Linked DNA regions of Anas platyrhynchos: regions 2 and 3 are each linked to region 1. The links are chromatin contacts, called in public Hi-C maps. All regions are on one chromosome and are shown on one strand. The core of a region is the stretch at or near the end of the contact, and the rest is flanking DNA. Distances in the headings are between cores, read along the strand shown.

Region 1 (4,219 bases), core at 1,477-3,976:
CCTTTCTGCCCCCCAGAGCAGCCATCTGAGTGGAATATATGAAAAGTGTGGTGGGAGAGACATATTAGGTGTCCCCTCCTGCCTGGATGTTTAATCGTAAAATATATATAATTTTTATTTATAGTTTAAGATGTAGAAAGCGTCCTCTCTGCAGACTTAGAAACGCAGCTCAGAGGCATTGGGTAATCTGTGAGCATCAATGCAATCGATAAATAACAAAGCCCAAAACTCAGGAAATTGATTCTTTCTCCATACGTACAAGACACAGCATTGTCTCATCAGCAGTGAAACAAAAATCAGAACATCTTTCCCTGTGATTTGTCATCCTATCCCGAGTATCCTGAGGGATTATCAGAACAGACAGCAGAAGACCAAGGACAGAATTGTTCAAGATCTCAGCTATTTAATGGAAGGAAAAAAGATGGTCAGTTGACAAGGGAAAAGAACCAGCTATTGTTCTCATGATGAAAGATGCACTTCAATAGGCAGGCAAGTTGTCTCCACCCTCCCATTATAGTTCAAATAGTTTTGTTGGTGGCTGTTTTATGAGAATTCAATTGTTACAGAGATATCTATCTTCTAAGGACAAATAAAGTGGTAAACCCTTACCTTAAGAATTTTAAATCTGAGAATTGTATCTCTTAACAGAGCATTCTGAGATAAGAACAATGTCTTTGCATCAGCTGACACTCCGTTAAGCACCTTGAGGGATCAGACTGTCCATGAAGCCAGAAGTAATGAATAGGCATACTGGGAAGGAGGGAGATCGTAACAGGAAAGTTCACAAAGGAGGAAAAAAAGTTACAAAAAACAAGCTATAGTGGTGTAGAAACATGGCATACGTGTGATATCTTTAGCCTCTCGGCACCTGCAAAGATTAGATTTTTAATTAAAATTATTCATTTTAATTAGCAGCTGTGATTTATGTGTGGTTTTCTTTGAAAAACACACTGAGCAATGACTCTAGATTATTCAGTCCGATTTATCTGTGATATATCTAGCTCACACTTCAGGAAGAAACAAATAAAAATGCCCTGTGAAGTAAGAAATAAGATAACCCCTTCACAGGTCAAGAATTACATGAAAGTCGTGTACATAAATAAAGCATTAGTATTTTAATATAATTTTCAGTGTGACAGTGAGCAGTAATCTTAGAACCATCATGGACATATCCTAATACAGTTTAAAAAGATGTGATTAACAACATTTTTGCTTAATCTCAAATTAATTCAGCTTTTAACAAGTTTGTAACCATGGCATCTTTAAAAAAAGGCATCCATTGACCCAAGCTGTTAAATTCAGAGTTATAATCCAAAACCAATTGTGCCTTAGCCAGCTTTCTATCAGCTGAGTCTTTTGTTTGGCAAAGACTCAAGTCAAAATGAAGGGAATTCATTGGGGTGATAATTTGCTGCATGCGCACCTATAGGGTTGTTAAAATAAAGGTGCTGTGCCATATGCAGGTGTTCCAACATTCTTAAACAGTTCTTCCAGTATCCCCAATGCACTTGCAATTACAAAGTAAGCAAACTTGGTAACAGCAATTCTTCATTTAGCATTTAGCTTGGAGCCCCGTCTGGCAAACACCACAGATTCCTGGTTTAAAGCACATCCCTTCTGTTCAAATGATGATGATGTACTATAAGTAGTTGCATTAAGGTCTCGGTCAAGTAAATTACTCCGGCTTCAAACTGTCAAGTAAACTTTGCAGCTTTGCACTTCATATAGTGCAGTTTGTGATAAAGACACTGGAGCCTCAGGCTGCTGGTTTTGGCCATAAAATCTCCAATTGAAGCAATCATCCAGCTCACTGTGTGATGGGGGAGTATCTTTTACACAGCAGAGACACACAGTTGGTGAACTGATACAGTTCCAAACCTACTGAAAATTTCTTTTCCCAACCTAGCCCCCAAATCCTTCCCCCTAAACCTTCACAGGACAGGAGTCTGGGACAGTTTCAGCTCTAAGGTGCAATAACTATCTGATTACAACTTTGCCCTTTGTATTTTTAAAAGAATTATCTCCTCACATTCCTGTTAGTGCTTCGATAATCTTCCAAAATTATGAGATCACAGTGAGTGTATTCTGTGCCAGTGTGCATGTCAGTGTGTAGTCACCTGCAAACATCAAGCTGGACTTGCCCCTGAGCAGGATAAGAGCTTTGGGTACCACTCATCGAAGCAGCCATAAATCAGGGCTGGATATCAGCAAGACAAGAGGGTCTGCGAGTGGGATGCTACAGGGAGCAGGAGATCCAGGCCAGCTGCTGGAGAGACTGCCTGGTCGCCACTGGTCTCAGGGTGGCTGAGGCACAGGAGATCCTGTGACCAGTTACTGGTGGCATGAGGGTGTAAGCCAAGCTGCTGGAGGGATCCATTGTGGTTTTATATATCCATACACACATGTACTTACACATGTATCTATGTGCTCATATCTATGGATTTTCCACTGCCACCTTCACTCTGATCCTGGTTGGACCTGGGGATGTGCAGCTGCAGCAGCCTCACTTCTACCCAGCTACCAGACTGGGCAACGCCAAACACCTCAGTAACACAGGCAAAAATATTCAGCTCCCAGTGAGCAAAAGAAATGATCTTAAGACATTTTGTCTTAAGATAGAGTTACGGAAAAGCATTATTTGTTCTCAGCCATCTAATGTGCTACATTATCAGTGCTGAAACATACATTCCCAACAGCACAGCAAGATAAACTCCGTAAATCTCACTGCCATGGTACAGCATGTCTTTTTAATTTTCCAATGATAAAACTGCTCATTGCCTTTTCAGCACACAGATAAGATACCAGACACTTCTCTGTAGGGATAAGGCCACTAATTGATGAAATGGCAACTGTTAATGTTATATTGTTCTAAAAAAATGGTTTTGTGCTGGTCCAGTCTCGTTGAATAAAAATAACTGTATGTACATACCACATTTTTCACTCCACTTGCATTTTTTATGAACTTTGGTAAAAACATCATAAAACCGAGTACTCAAGCTGGATGAAACTGCTTCGGGTAGGAGTCTGCATATTAGAGATGAGAACTGCCCTTGGCCATTCAGCCTGCGTGGTATTTACGAGCAACACTTCATTTTCACAATCTCAGAACACTTACAATAAACAATAATGATAATCATTTTCAAAACACTTGCTGAATTTCAAAATATTTTCCCAGAGAATAATGTTTGCTGCTCTCTGTTTTGATACGTGCTTTTGAGTCAGTATGTTGTATCAAACTTGGAAAGGTAAGAGGTTTTTGCTCATGACATTGAACAGTAAATCTGGAGCATTAGCCTCTTAGATCTTGAAATAATATTTACTATTGTAATACACATGGTTTTATAAGCTATTTTAGAAAGTAATTTAGAATATGAAGGAAAGTATATAACCTTTTTTTTTTTTTCAGCTCAGCTGTGAAATTACAATTGCATTCTCACTCTAACTACATAAATAACACCTTTCTCTGTCAGTTCTGGGATGCACAAATCCTTCCTCTCCATAAAATTTACCAACCTAATAAATACTGACCTAGAATCAGCAATTTTGGTATTTACTAGGGACTCTAACTGAATTCATAAATCAACATAATACCTAAGTGGGCAGTACTACAATCATTTTATATATTCTGTATAACTATTTCACATAATATTATTTAATGGTCAGAAACGTTACACATTTAGCTGGCAAGCCTCTCCTTTAGCATTTAATAAATGCCACACTTTTACATAAGAAATTGTATTTCAATCTAATGTTTATATTTTGACTGCACCTAAAATGTGCTTATTGTAGAATACTGCATCAATAAATGAACAATTATTTCTCAGTGGCATGTAAAATACGTAGTGATGTCAGCAGCATTAAATTCTAGTGCCAAGTAGGGAAACAGTTAAATGTAGTTTAACTATAAAATTAATATTATACTAATTTTAATAAAAGGAAAAGATTTACCTTATTATTTTTAGTTCAGACATGCAGTCATGTGCAAGGTAATTCAATACCCACTGTATAAAATATGAACTATGAAAATGTTTTACAGATGTTTTTAATCAGCTTCCTTTGTTTAACATTAGACGCTAACCTCCAGAAGATACATACAAGCTGCACATCCTACAGGTAATGCTATCCAGATGGGATGTTTTCCCTGAACATCATGCTTAATAACATGAGGAATAAGGAATAACATAAGGAATATGCTGTGAAGAAAAAGCACCTTGGCAAA
Region 2 (4,242 bases), core at 541-3,040, 88 kb before region 1:
AATGTCTAAGCTTCACCTTCATTACAGGGCATTTTCTGTCAGAAGAGTGCTATATCCTGGCTCCTGAAATACACAGAAGCCCTTTGTAGTAAAGCTATCGCACCAGGCTGCTCCAAGTGTGCAGCTAAGGAGGTTAGTATTAATAGTACCATAGAAAGATTGGGGGAAAAAAGAAAATATCTCCACAAGCATCGATTGGGCATGGCAACAGCTCTCTTAGGATCCTGCCTGTGATTCAAGAGTATTTTTTATTTTAATATCTAGAAATGAACTTTTGTACTTGCTAAAAAATCCCAACATCGAAACATAAGTACATTTATCTTTTAACTATTTTTCCAGCCCTTTTCCAAAAATCTGCTGGTTATTAAAACATTGCTGTGTAAATAAAAAAAAGGTTCAGCTTTATAACTTGCCTTCTCTTTTCCCTGCTTACTCACACAATGTGATCATTGTTTGCTAGATTAAGCTCATTCTTGTGGCACCAGACTTTGATGTCACACACCAGGCATTATGACTTCATTAGATGTACACAGAACACAGGAGGACTGTGCGAAAATGTTACCAGTCCACACAGCTATCCAGTGCTTGAACCAAAACCCAACAGAAGCTTTGGAGCAGGTCTCTGACTATCAGGGACATATAGCAAACATATTGAGCACACTGAGGAATGCCAAAACAGCAGTTACAGCTATACTGTGTTTCCTCAGGGGATCTCAAAGCAAGGCTTGATATCAATCCTCCCCACTAATGGCATTAAAGAACATAAAAGAAATTCTTGTCTTGTGGGATTTGTTTGTATCCTCCTTGCTCACAGCATCCTGTTGACAGCATCATCACCAATGTCTGCAGTTTACACAATCCTGAGCTAAGCATTAGTGATAGCTGCAGCATGCAATAAGACAAGGCAACCTTATGTAAGGCTGGGCCCTACAGAGGCTATCATCTTCTTATTATTCTTACTATTATAAATATGCATCCTATAAAATGATGCATCAGATACTGCATGCTGCTGAAGGCGGTCTAACATGACAGAGCTGTGCAGTTCTTGAAGAGGACAGCATCATCAGCACTTTAATTAATACTCAAGAGTGAATTAATTTCAAACCACAATTGAGCACACACGGATGCTGCGTGGAAGGGACCTTTTTCCCAGATCAAACAGCATGTGGTTTGATCTGTGAAGACCCAGTGTTTAGCTGCTCTGCAGGCCAGAGTTTAAGATTTCAGCTTTCAGAGCAGCCCATAACGCTAAGGACTTGACCTTAAGCTAAAGCAGTGGCAGGGAATATTCCCAGACACTAGAAATCCCCTTTACACTTGAATTGTCAGACTAGCCCCAGAAACGTTTTTGGCCCAGGCCAAACACTGTGCCCCAAGGCCAGGTCACAGCTCAGGGATACACCAGGCCAGAAACCTTTCACAATAGGTGGTTTAGAGACATTTTGGAGGAAAATAAAATGGGATAATATGGACTTGGGCCACTCCGTGCTTGTTAGCCTCAGTGTCAGAGAGCACAGACACAGTTAATCTACAGGTACAGACATAGCTTCATGCAGTCAACTCCCTAGGCTCCTCCGAAAACCTCAGCCCAGATAGCTGGAAAAGTGTCCTAATTGAGTATTTAATAATTGCAGCACAAGCGAGCATACTTTCTAACTTGAAAGCTATTATTTTAATATCCACATGAGAAATAAGCTCTGTTGAGGAAGCAGAATATGAGGCAAAACAGGTATCTGTGTTGCCATTCAGGCTGTGTTTATGTGCTGATAAGCTCTTGTTCCACTGAGGAGGAGAAAAAAGCCTTCACTTTCAGCAAACCCAACTGTTTTATCTGACACAGCCTCCCAGAAAAGCAGTGTCCTTGTGCATTAGAATGGGCAGTCTGCCATTTTTAGCTAAATTGCCCACAAGGAAGAAGACATAATATTACAGTTAATATCTGAAAACACTGTAATTTGCTTTTTGCTTGTGATTCTATCTGACAAAAACAAGTAGGCTGGGAAAAGGCAACAATGTAAGGTGTGCATGGCTGCCCTCATCTTAACCCTTTCTTGTTGGAAATACTTTGCTTTATTCAGCAAGCTATTGTAGGGCTGATAAAGACAGGATCAATAAAAGCATTAGGCTGAGAAATCTGCTCAGGATGAGAGAGCATAGCCCAGGACCACAGGGTTTAGAGAGTGGAGGAAAAGCAAAAAAAGGCAGAGAGAAGGTAAGGTAAATAGGCATATTTTGTTTAGTCTCTCATGTAAAAGAAGACAACAAAATGATGACAATCCTATGACTGAGCTTAACACTGACATTTACATGAACACTTAGGTCAGGTATAGATCCACTATAGGAAATTCTCTTCCTGTGAAGTGTAACTTTGGGAAATTAAGCAGTGATCATGCTAGAGCTTTAGTTATTATATCTTTTTGCTTCAATTTCTCTGCTCAGTCTTGAACACTGTGACATCCTCAACACCTCATTGCTACAATTATATCCCACACTTGAATGCCTGGAAACATACGGGATTCTTCAGGGATCCCACACAGAGCCCAAACAAGCCAGATATGGCAGAATCACGAAAGAAGCAGCCAAAGAGAAGGGAAAACAGTGAAAGGTCAAAGATTATGATGAGATCATTAAAGAGCAGAGCAAATGACAAACCACAACTAGCAAGGACTTTCTGGAGTGGTTCTGGATAGGCAGGGAAATTCTCACTTTAGCTTGTGGAAAGCATACTGAACACTTTCATATTTAATTTTTTTTTTTTTTTTTAAATGCACATCACATTACCTGGTTAAATTGTATACTTTGGGTGTATGTGTAACACAGCTTAAACTGTAATTTGCAACAGGCAGTGCATTTCTGGACGATTATAACATGTCTCTGGTAGTGTTTTAAGGCATGAAGCCAAAAGGTTGGATGACTTAAACTACCCGAGATGTGCAATAATCCCCCGGAAATGCTCTGGATTGTCTTACAGCTATTATACAATGTGAAATTTATATTATGCATATAAATAAGAACAGTTATGTCTGTGTATTTAGTAAGCCTTGTTCATGTCAGTACAGCCCATTAGCAGCAAACCTACATGTTCAATTCTATCAGAAATTCCTTTCAGTTGCACAGCTGCCACCTCTACAGCTCTCAGGCACCTGCACCAAGAGACATAAGGGTGCCTGTACTATGAAACTCATGGGTGCACTCACAGCCTATTTGTGCAGGTTTATTATTTTTATATAGCCATTTGTGTATCCTCAAAAAACTGCTATAGCAGTCATGACTTTATCCTCTCCTCACATTCCCCTTCTTACCCTTTTAGGATCTTCTGCTTCTTTGGTCCTTTTCTCTGAGACCAACAGCAATTCAGCCTTCATCCACTTATCTTCTGTATTATCTTTAGCTAAATGTTGTGCCAGATTGAGCAAATGACATGTACCAACAGCGCTTACATCTGCCTTTGGCCTGATCTTTCATCATCTCTGTCTGATTCTACCTCTCCATCATTGTTCTTGACAGATCCAAGTACAAACTTCTGCATTTTAATCCACTTCACACATCTAAAATGAAACTCACATTCACACAGTGCTTAGTTCAATGAAGTTTCAAATTGAAGTTTCAAATTCCCATGAGGAGCCTTTGGGCATCTTTTTAACAGACATAACAAAAAAATAACAGATATCTCCAACATTATTATAAATTTTCAAATCCATTGGTTACTTGAAATTTCTGAGTGCTATGTTTTCCTGTATTTAGGTATTTGCTTTGTAAGTAAATATCTGTTTGTTTGTAACACTGAATCTGAATGCTATTAAGCATACATGTAAACTGTGTTTTTTTTTTGCTATGTAGTTCTTGACACATAACTTGTTTAAAGGAATAGGATGCAATAACACAGCATAGTGTATCTGCTGCTGTTAAATAAGTTCAAAATAAATTTTAAAATAATTTTAAAAGCTTTAAATATTAATATGTTGTATTTAGAAACATAAAATAGTCCAGCTATGTAGGATTTTCAAATACTTATTATGAACATGAGATAGAAAAAAACAACAGAATCATAAAATCACAGAATCATTTGGGTTGGAACGGACCCTTAAGGATCCTCTAGTTTCAACCCTGCTATGGGCAGGTACACTTCCCACTACATCAGGTTTCCCAAAGCCCCGTTTAGCCTGGTCTTGAACACCTCTGGAGATGGGACATCCACTGCTCCTCTGGACAGCCTGTTCCAGTGCCTCACTGCCCTCAGAG
Region 3 (4,185 bases), core at 289-2,788, 130 kb before region 1:
GAGGGAGACCTGGAAATGAAGACATCCATGAGTCTTGATTCCCATTCCTGTATGTTCTCTGTGGGATGAAGCTCCTTTCAGTCAAGGCCTCATGAGGAACAGGATGCAGGAAATTAAAACCTGGAAATTAAACTGATGAATCTCTTGTCCAGATCAGTAGTAGGATTCCATGGAAACACTCTGTGCATGTAGTAATAACACACTCAAAGCCAAAAATAAATAAAAAAGTAAAATTAAAAAGCCATTAGATAATCACTAAAAATAAATTGAACTTCACTGTAAGGGCTATTCATTCAATTTCACCTGCTGAACTAAGTCAGGGAAAATATCTGATTATCAGGGTGACGATAACACCTATTTCATGCTGCAAATTAGAACAGCAAAGAATGAAACTGTTCCTTACTGGCATTCACCAGCTGGTCACAGGACCAGGAGTAGGGGTGTGAACACACTACCTGGTAAACCTGGGAATTTGGAGGTTTTTTTTACTCAATTCTTGCTTGTGATGCCAACTGCCTATCTAGCTGCGGGTCAGGGTGCCCCTCACCAGGACTCTGGTGCCATCATGCTTCTGCCACCCGGTTCACCAACAGGTCAAATAATCCCCTCATTTAACTGATCCTTTCTCTGCTCTTGTGTAGGCAGAGTGTAGACTTTTGATAGCCATTTGAACTCTTGCCGTGGGATCTCTGTGACAGGTAACAAGGTTTATAGTGAAGGAAAAAGCAATAGATTCATCACCAGCACTTGCAGGCTTCTGACACTGTCTCATATTCACTTTCCTAATCAGGTGAGGGAAACATGGGTCTAGATAAAACTGCTGGAGGCGGGGGACAAGGATTTAGATATATGTGCCCAGAGAACAGTTATCAATGGTTCATTGTCAAAACAGGAAGAGGTGCTGGAAATCCAGAAAACACGACTTGGGAGGACAGATTGATCAAGTTACATTTATTAGCCAAAAGAGAGAGTCTTGATGGGATAACAGCCCCTGAGCACAGAAAAGACTGTTACAAAGTGCACTGGTATGATCTGTCCTCACTGGTATGACAAGAGGTGTGTTTACTTTGCTACAAATAAAAATTCAAACCAGATAAGAAAAAAATTTATGAGGGTCAAGAACATCACTAGATTGAAGACAGGGAAATCTGCGTCCTTGGGGGTCTTTAAACACAGGCTGGATAAACTCCTGCTACGAAAAACAGGTCTAATGGGCCCTGATTAAGGTGGGAAACCGCAATAAGCTTTCTGTGTGCATTTGAATGATGTTCTGAAGCTTGACGTGCTCCAGGCTGGGCTTTGGGCATCCAAATCTCATGGTTATAGGCTGTTGGAAGCTCACTGCACCATACATAACATGCAGAGATACCCCTGCCTCAAGATGCCTAAAAACCTCTGAACTGCTATAGGCAAGACTGGGGCAAGATTGTGGTTGTGCAATGGAAAAACATGGGCAGATGAAAAAAATATAGCAGTTAAGCCAAGTGTACAAGATTGAGTCATATGAAGCCCTGAGTCTTTTCATTATGCTTTCCCCAAGGCCACCTCAAACCTGCTTTTGAGCAAGGAATTATATCAGAACTGTGTGGGCAACAGGTATGAATTCAGCCCTTTGCATACACACAAACAAAACATGCCACTGAGACTGAGCCTGGTGCTCAGTCAAATGTGCGACCTGGGCTCCTGTGTCTTGCACTGGGATAGAGCAATTAGGAGAAGTATGAGCCCTGAGTGCTCATCCCAACTGGGATCAGCATTTGTGCTTGCCAGGATATGTGCTGCTTTGGGATAAACCCAGGGGAACCCAGTAAGGACTCACCCAGTCTGTCATTTACTATAGTGTTCAACAGATTTTGGCCCAGATCCTAGCCCTTTTGGAGTTGTGTAGTCCACTAAATAGCGATTTCACTACAAAACAGCACTATCAGTTACTGGATCCATACATCACAAAATGGGTGGAATTCACTCCAAAATAAAAATGCAGTCTATAAAATAGATTTAAGTACAAAATACACCCTAAAATGTACTTTCTCCAGTCTCTGCTCCAGTGACTGTATGGTAGTAGCAGACATGTTTGGGGAAGGTGCTTTGCAGGGATTAACGGCCAGGTGGGGGTTAATGGGCCACAGCTGCACTACGATCCCCAGCTCCACCCCAAATTAATGATCTTCTGAGGACATATCCTTAAATTAGAGGAAATGACAGGTTTAAATTGGCATGTGCCACACACAGAGCAGTGGCAAGCCCCACAGTTAGTATAATTTTTAATATGGCCATAGAAAACACCTTTTTATACTAATAGAATAAATCATGTTCTCAACACCTGGAGTTTACACTAGCCAATCTGTAATAACGTATTAATGCATAGCAGTTGCACATCCTGTTACAGAGCAGCCATAAAATGGCGAGGGACCCAAGGGTAAGGGTATTAGCTCTAGCTAGCAAGACTCACTGGAGGTTGTAGATCACCACTCTCCAGCAGCACAGCTAAATGCCTTCAGTATCAGACAACAGAGTTGCTTATTTCCCTTCCTCTTGGTCCATGAGCTTTTGTTTTTCTTCTTTCCTGATCATGTAAGACCTCAATTCAGGAAAATGCTCCTATTTACAGTCTTCCTTTGAGCTCTAACAGCACTGAAATCATGGCTGATTAAACCAAGTATCGGGCCAGCCTCATGTTGGATGGGTGACAGAGGCTGCCCCGTCCCTCAGGGGCACAATGTGTTTCTGGTCCTTGTTGGTGCACTCAGGGTGACAGGGCAGCATGTGCTTGTACCTACAGCTAAGGGTGAATCTGAGTGGGGTTCAAGGAGAAATGGGTCCTTGTAATACCTTGTTCAGAAAAATGGATTACTTTCTTCCTCTTGAAGGTATAGTTTCAAGCTGCCAATGGTCTCAGGCAGTGCTCAGTAAGTTGATTGTATGCAGGTCCCATTTCTAAGCTTTGCCCTGAAAGCAGGAGAGCTGCTTTCTTCCTTTCTTACCTGGAAACCTGAAGGTCTGATTTCAGCCATGAAGCTAGTGATTTTAATGGTGAGGCTGGTTGCTGTACATTTGCAAATAAGCATCAGTTGAGAAAACTCAAATCCTGTTTTACATAAGGTACATTTATTGTTCAGCAGCAAGTCACAGTTATGGAGAAATGAAATCGGAGCCTGTTTTGACAACCATGGAGGTTTTACGTGAGACCACACTTTTTTTTTTTTTTCTTTCAGTTGTGTATAATATAAGAATTGTGTCCAAACTGCAGAGGGAACTCTGAGCCAGTAGCTACTTTTATCAGGACTCAGTGTCTTCCCGAGGCACTGGAATAGTTGGGGTTTCCAAATCAGAAGAAATAAACATGGCACTTGATGAAGCAGCTGCTTGGCTGCATTCATCCCCATCTGTGCAAGAATGACAACAGGTTTTGCAAAGCTGTGTGAGACTCAGGCACAGTCAGCTTTTCAGTACCAGAGCTCTTGCAGCTTCCACAATGACATCTTTTCATTTGACTTTTGGGGTCAATGGGCTTGTCATTATTATCATTATTATTTTAGAAAGACTGGGTTCGCAGATTTAGTGAATTAAGGCTCTGAGAAGTCTGGATTGGAGCCCCTGTCTCCAGAAGCCAATTTCAGTACCTTCACCTTCAGTAAGAGCTATTAATGGGGAGAAAAACTAATTCTATGTTCTTAAAAAATAATTAAAAAATCATGTGATATGCCAAATATTATACGATGTAAAATCAATATAATACCAAACGGGGCAGCAGGCAGCTAGGAAAAAAAAATCCCTTGTTTCTGGACTTGGAGTGATATCACCAATGATGCTTTTTACATGGAAGTAAACAGGAAAAGCTGAGTTGGCTGAAAGTCTGTAAGAAACAGGGCGGGAGAAGTCCGTGTTTACTAAATGAAAAGGCCAGACAAAGGCAGTACAGAACTGAATGTTATTTTCAACATTCCCAAATGGGGATGAGACAGGAGAGAGAGTAAAGACACAACAACACTTAAAAACGACTCTCAAAAAATACTTATTACGGTTTCTTTCTCAATGGCTTTAGACTGGTTCCCTGTCTGCACAAGGCAAGAAGAGAAAGCACAACTGGGTCATGGGCATTGCTGCAGTTCAGAGCTTTGATAGTTTATTATTATTTTTTTTTTTCTTCTCTCTGCACCAAACCTTGATCCATCCTGAGAGCGG

Evidence for each region. Hi-C and Micro-C count contacts between places; a contact is called where the count stands out from the background.
Region 2: a contact with region 1 is called in a Hi-C map of small yellow follicle, with 4 times the contacts expected there. The contact joins two enhancer-like sites. A contact is called at or near these places in 2 of 8 Hi-C or Micro-C datasets (F5 follicle and small yellow follicle).
Region 3: a contact with region 1 is called in a Hi-C map of liver, with 2.0 times the contacts expected there. The contact joins two enhancer-like sites. A contact is called at or near these places in 2 of 8 Hi-C or Micro-C datasets (liver and skeletal muscle).

Annotation. Positions count from the first base shown.
Region 1 is chr3:114,941,820-114,946,038 of IASCAAS_PekinDuck_T2T, forward strand. The region is part of intron 3 of SUPT3H (SPT3 homolog, SAGA and STAGA complex component); the gene reads right to left. Among named protein-coding and RNA genes, the nearest start is that of RUNX2, 120 kb to the right of the region's middle. Within about 2 kb of position 2,727, at least 5 of the 8 cell types and tissues checked have an H3K27ac peak or open chromatin away from gene starts, as enhancers often do. A contact at or near this core is called in F5 follicle and small yellow follicle, where this site is marked.
Region 2 is chr3:114,854,396-114,858,637 of IASCAAS_PekinDuck_T2T, forward strand. All of the region lies in intron 11 of SUPT3H (SPT3 homolog, SAGA and STAGA complex component), which reads right to left. Among named protein-coding and RNA genes, the nearest start is that of RUNX2, 210 kb to the right of the region's middle. Within about 2 kb of position 1,791, at least 5 of the 8 cell types and tissues checked have an H3K27ac peak or open chromatin away from gene starts, as enhancers often do. A contact at or near this core is called in F5 follicle and small yellow follicle, where this site is marked.
Region 3 is chr3:114,817,488-114,821,672 of IASCAAS_PekinDuck_T2T, forward strand. No RefSeq gene overlaps it. Among named protein-coding and RNA genes, the nearest start is that of CDC5L, 210 kb to the left of the region's middle. Within about 2 kb of position 1,539, at least 1 of the 8 cell types and tissues checked has an H3K27ac peak or open chromatin away from gene starts, as enhancers often do.